Linked DNA regions of Mus musculus: region 2 is linked to region 1. The links are chromatin contacts, called in public HiCAR-type maps. All regions are on one chromosome and are shown on one strand. Each heading gives the region's core, a stretch centred on a gene start, on an enhancer-like site or on the middle of the called end of the contact. The rest is flanking DNA. Distances are from core to core; before and after follow the strand shown. Region 1 has its middle 55 kb from the start of A730082K24Rik. Region 2 overlaps Sox6 (SRY (sex determining region Y)-box 6).

Region 1 (2,970 bases), core at 153-2,652:
ACCCATTGGTCTTTCATCCCCATACTCTTTTTTTTTTTTTTTTTTTTTTTTTGGGTTTTTAAGACAGGGTTTCTCTGTGTAGCCCTGGCTGTCCTGGAACTCACTCTGTAGACCAGGCTGGCCTCGAACTCAGAAATCTGCCTGCCTCTGCCTCCCAAGTGCTGGGATTAAAGGCATGCACCACCACCGTCCAGCCATCCACATACTCTTGATATCAACTTTATGTGATTGCTTTTCACTAGAAGACAGAAGTTTTCAACAACAACAACAACAATAACAACACCAACAAGTTAGAGAGAAACTTGATCACCCAAAAGAAAAATCAGATCTACTCTTAATAGCATTCAAAGATAACTTCAGGGGCTGGAGATGAGCCTCAGCAGTAAAGAGTGCTCACTGCTCCTCCAGGGGACCTGAATTTGGTTCCCAGCATCCACACCCGGTAGCTCATGAACACCTGGAACTCTAGATCCAAGGAACCCAATTGCTCTTTAAGGCCTCGGTGCCTCCCCCCACCCCATGTACACACATATAAATTAAAAATAAAATAAATCTTAACAAAATAACATTACTCCAAGAAAAGTTTGTTTTGCTTCTATTCATTTGTATGTGGTTATTTTTAGTATTGTGTTCATATAAATGGGGGTAATTTGGTAATACCATTTTTATGTCTTTCAAAGGAAGGTACCTTCAGACATCTCTAAGACTGGATTTGAGCACATGGTCTAAGGTGAACCATTCAAGGGCTCTGAGACACGCTTTTGCCCACCTTGCTATCAGCAAGGTAATATAATTTTTGAAACAGATGAACTGTGAACTCCTCAGGCATCTTGCCTTTCTCTGGCAAATGCTACCCACATGCCCAGTATGCATATGTACCTTCTTCAGCTGGCTCTGGTCCCATACATTCCAGATGTAGCCAGGGCTTTATGCCTGAACTTGAGGGCCTCAGGGACACACTAAAACTCTATGCCACATTTTGTATTTGTAGCTTTTCTAGGGGAGGGACTCTAAAATTTGCCAAATCTTCAGATGCTCATGGTCTAGAAAATTCCAGAAGTATCTGGTCTGTCACCCCAGCCTATAGGGACCTCTTCCTTCCTGATTCTCAGTCAGTTACAGTGGAGCCCTGCAGGGGAAGTACAAGCAGCAAAAGAAATTGGCTTCTCCTTTCTTGCCAGTTTTTTTTTTTGACTTTTGTTTTCATTTTTGAGTCTGATACACATTATTCTAAACTGTTAAAAGGGGTGAGAACCTTCCCACCCAGAAGAAAATGGAATTGGTATGCAAAGTAAGCCTGGTCTTGAATAATTAATTCTGATTTGCATGTTCAGATGAGTCTGAGAGCTGCCCTGGCAGTCAGGAGTGAATTCATATGCAAGGAAAAGGTGGGCAGTGTGCCCAGGCTGGGAGAAGCTGGCTTCCTGGGGAATCTCCACTGGCTTTCTTCTGCCTGCTGAAGCTGTAAAAGCCCTGAGAGGTGGAGAATTGCCACCCAGGGAGAAGCATCTTGCTTGTATTCACAGAGCAAGTTAGCAACATGAAATACTATCCTGTGGTCAGTAGGGCTCAGATGCTCGGAGCACTCAGATTTTAATCATATCATGTATAGATTAAATGGCTTTAACAAGTTATGTAGCTTCTTTAAGCCTTGATTATGTCATCTGTAAAATGGGAGCAAATGGTAACATTGACAGTATAGAGTGATTGGAAGACCCAGAGGTTGTGAAGAACACAATACTGCTTTCTAGAATGACAGGGCCATTGTACATGGAGTCCACGGCAGTTATGGCTGTATGCATAAGAGCTTTGTAAATTCAAGGCAGCCAGAATTCTAGGGGGAGCAGGGGAAGGGTCCATGGAGTCCCATCCACAGCTGAGGAGCTGTTGGAAGTTGATGGCTATGGGGAGAGGAAGAGTCAGTTTGTTCAGGGATAAGACCCCTGGTAACTTGTTCATATTACAGAGTATGGTCTTGTGCACATGCACACGCTAACAGCACTCAATGGACTCAGTGGAATAAAAAAGAGAGTACATGAAATTGGATGAGAGAAGTGGTGTAAAAAAAATTGGAGGGGAGGGAGTAGGATGGGTTGGTTTAAAAAACATATTGTTATCATGTATGAGATTCTCAAAAAAAACCAAACCAAACAAAACCAAACAACAACAACAACAACAAAATAACTATATCCCCGAACAAACATACAAAAGCAAATGAACTTCCTTGGTTCTCACATTCACAGAAGAAATGGTGGTGGCTCTGTTGTAGTTCTCAACATCAGAATTATCAACTTCTCTTCCTCAACTTCAAGGATGAGGCTAGAGGGCAGCTTCTGCCCCTCAGAGGTTGTTCAGGGCAATAGTGCTGCCCTGTGATAGTGTTTCTGGACAATAGCAGCAATATCAGTAGTGATAACAAGACATTCTGAGTTCCTTCCATTCCTTTCTGTATTATTTACTAAGTGTTTTGCAGATCTTGATGGTCTTGAAGGAAATGATTCACAGGAACCCTGGGCCTTCTTGCTACAAACGGAAAGGGCCATGTGACAGAATAGGACACTGTCTGGTACTTCTAACCAACAAAGGGGGTAAAAGAAGAGGAACAGAGGAGAAAGAAGGTGAAGGGGAAACTAGCAGAGGAAGGAGGAAAGAGGAAGGAGGAGGAGGAAGAAGAAGAGGAGGAGGAGGAACAGGATTCAGGAATCAGAAAAAATAAGAACCAAACCTCTCTCTTTCCCTAACAACTCAGTGTCACCCTGCCTCCATTTCTCCTTCTGCAAATGGGAATAATATATTATACTCTGAAGGCTTATGTCATGGCCTCTCTGAAACCATGGGCACTCAATGGATATGAGAGAGTCTAGTTTTAATGTTTGAACTTTCTGGATGGGCAAGGCTAACCTTTTAAACATTTAAATCTTTTGAAAATATTATGTTCTTTCCAGAGGCAGCCAAATGTGACCAGTCTTG
Region 2 (2,970 bases), core at 341-2,840, 970 kb after region 1:
TATCAGCTCAACAAACAAAAGGAATACAGCTCCTCCAAAGAACAAAGGTTAGCACAAGGAGGATGGTTGGCTGGGCAATGGGAGACCTGGGATTAAGGGAGAGTCTCAAACCTCCAACTCCCTGGACCAAGTTCAGCTTCAACCAGAGAATCACGATGAGACAACAGAGAAGAAAAATAAAGGTGTCTGAGATCATCAAAAACAGTCTTTTTTGTTTATAAAATGCAACACTCCTTTCTTTATTCTTTTTAGCTCTCTACACAGAGAGAGGGAGAGGGAGAGGGGGAGGGAGAGGGGGAGGGAGAGGGAGAGGGAGAGGGAGAGGGAGAGGGAGAGAGAGAGAGAGAGAGAGAGAGAGAGAGAGAGAGAGAGAGAGAGAGACTAATATAGAAGGAAAAGAGAAGTCATTCATTTCACTGAACTACAAGTATTGTGACCCTGGGAAGGGTGATTTGGCTTTGAGGATTTTAAAGAAATGGTGCTGTATTCAGTCTTTTTCTATCACCATCCCCATATACAAAGCCCTAGTAGATCCTAAAATTGTGGCATTTTCTTACGTACATAAAAAAATTGAACTGCTATTGCAGCAACATCTAAACAGTTTCCTGTAAACTTTCTGTGATGGAAGTCATAGAATTTATGGTAAAACCCTGTGGAGTGCGGAGACAAATTTCTTTCATATTTATCATTCATTTTATTCTGTGTGCATTTTAAGGAAAACCTTTTAAGGGTACCAATAATGCAAGAAAGCGACAACAACTAAATTTATTGTTAAGTATCACATCACTGGTCCTCCGGGAGCTCGAAGAGAAAGCTTAAATCAAGCTCCACACGCTGGAGAGGTTCCCAGAGATGTGCTGGCCCAGAGGCAACCCATCCAGAGCACACTGGGATCTCAGGACGGTGACAAAGAAATACTACTCTCTCAACTGAAGCAGGTTGGGGACAGCCCTTTCCCTTCTCTTTTCTTTTCTTTCTTTTCTTTTCTTCTTTCTTTCTTCCTTTCTTTCTTTCTTTCTTTCTTTCTTTTTCTCTTTCCTTCTTTCTTCCTTTCTTTCTTTGGCATAGTACAAATTCTCTCCCCCAAATCCTCCCCTCCTCCTGTTTCACCTGACTAAACTGTAGGTATTTGTCCCATCACCTGACTTAGGGGCTGGCTGGCTTGAAATATTAGAGAGAGGGAGAAAAAAGAACACAATCTACCATTGTTTCCCCAGACAACGACCTTTCATGTCCTTGAGGCTCACCATGACCTTTTCATCTTTCCTATCCCAATGGTCTCTCCTAACAACTAAAACTGCACTCAGTTGGGCTGAATTCCAGATTGTCATAAAAAGAACCCTGTCCTTTCAAAACAAAACCAATTTTTACACCAAGGTGGGGGAGAAACACAAGTCCATTGTTCCCTCCCAGATGGAAGTTGGAGTTACTAAGGCAACTGCTCTAATCCTCCTTTTTACCACCTTTTTCACATCGCTGGCCTATCAAGTATGCTACCTTTTAACTCATAAGCTCAAAAGCTGGTCGTCTAACTGGCTGCCCTAATTAGCTACGATTTTCACACTACAGACAACATGATGAGCTAATCGAAATTTGCAAAATAATGACGTACCTCCAGCAAATATTCCTCCTCCTGAGGCCCAGTCTTAGAATAACAATAATGAGAGCATTATTAGAGAAGGGCATTAAAATGCTGCACTGCTGCTAAACAGAGAACTTAATTGTTCTGGTCTTGTCCATTGAATCAACAACCTATTGTTGTGGACTTGAAAAATAAAGGACTTGAGAATGGGTGCCATGATGATTGGTCTGTGGCCATACCGGCACTCTGTGGAATTGTTTTCTTTTCAAACTCTTGATGGACTAGTAGCTTTGTTTAAAAGTAACATAAAAGGCGATTGTCTGGACTAAAAAAAAAAAAGTCCTATTTATTGAAATCCTTAGAAGCAGTTGCATGCATTTGTTCCTGACCCCTGAGATAAAAACACAGTGATCATAATACCACCATTTGTGGAGTCCTGTCACCACTGCCTACAGTAACTCGAGATAAGAGACTGTCTTTTCTAGCTACAGTAGGAAGGAAGGAAGTACTTCTGAGCAGAAAGCAGGAATGACGAAAGGTCAGATCCCGGAGAAAGCTCATTACTCTCTGAAGGGGGGACTTTAAAATAATGCGAGTCTAAGAACCCTGTGTAACTGCAAGTAAGAAGCACACAGCTTTTCCTCCCTGCCCACCCCACCCCCCAGCCCTTGAGATTCCTGCCTTTAGTGAAAGACAATTAAAATAAAATGATTATTAAACAACAGAGACGGCATGTCTGGGGCAACCTGGAGGACAAGAGACCTAAAAGCTTCCAGGTCTCTGTGCTTGTGCTCACCTCTGTCTGCAGCAGGAATAATAAAACCCTGGAGTTAAAGGTTAACTACTGTAGGATTCTTAGCAGAAGAAAAGCCCTGTTTACACATTGGAGAAGTGTCTTCCATATGGAGCCCTGGCTTGCTTTCTGTGAGGTCAGGCCAGGAGCTCCATGTGGAATGGTGGGGTGGGGATTGATTTTGTTCATAGTATTGGGGGGATCTATTTTTAAACCAAGTAAAATCTGTATTATATAAAAATGTATTACATTGTAAATAAGACCTCTTCCTTCATTCATCCTGTGCTCTGCTTCATTCGTCTTCATCTTGTTAGGCTAAATTAATTAACAATCTCGCTGCTGCACACTTTCTCTTTTCATTACATCAGATAATGGTGGGCATGTGGAGAATGCCCTCGCCACGGGAATTCTGCAACTGCAGGGCCAGGGAGAGTTTCTAGGTATCCGTGTAGTAAGATTCTCTTGTAAGTATTTATTCGGTGTGCCTTTTAGAGTTAACATTAAATTAAGCACCCAAATCCTTAATATATTATCATAAGAAAAATAGTTCCAAATAAAAGAAAAACTAAACTGAAAGGTGCAAGATACTTTAAAC

Evidence for each region. HiCAR-type assays count read pairs that join an accessible place to other places.
Region 2: a HiCAR-type map of astrocytes shows a contact between it and region 1, with 4 times the contacts expected there. The contact joins two enhancer-like sites. A contact is called at or near these places in 1 of 115 datasets of contacts at active chromatin or transcription factors (astrocytes) and 1 of 9 other capture datasets (embryonic stem cells).

What each region holds. Positions count from the first base shown.
Region 1 is chr7:114,891,684-114,894,653 of GRCm38.p6, forward strand. No RefSeq gene overlaps it. Among named protein-coding and RNA genes, the nearest start is that of A730082K24Rik, 55 kb to the right of the region's middle. Within about 2 kb of position 1,403, at least 28 of the 459 cell types and tissues checked have an H3K27ac peak or open chromatin away from gene starts, as enhancers often do. A contact at or near this core is called in astrocytes, where this site is marked.
Region 2 is chr7:115,864,576-115,867,545 of GRCm38.p6, forward strand. All of the region lies in intron 2 of Sox6 (SRY (sex determining region Y)-box 6), which reads right to left. Among named protein-coding and RNA genes, the nearest start is that of Sox6os, 170 kb to the right of the region's middle. Within about 2 kb of position 1,591, at least 65 of the 459 cell types and tissues checked have an H3K27ac peak or open chromatin away from gene starts, as enhancers often do. A contact at or near this core is called in astrocytes, where this site is marked.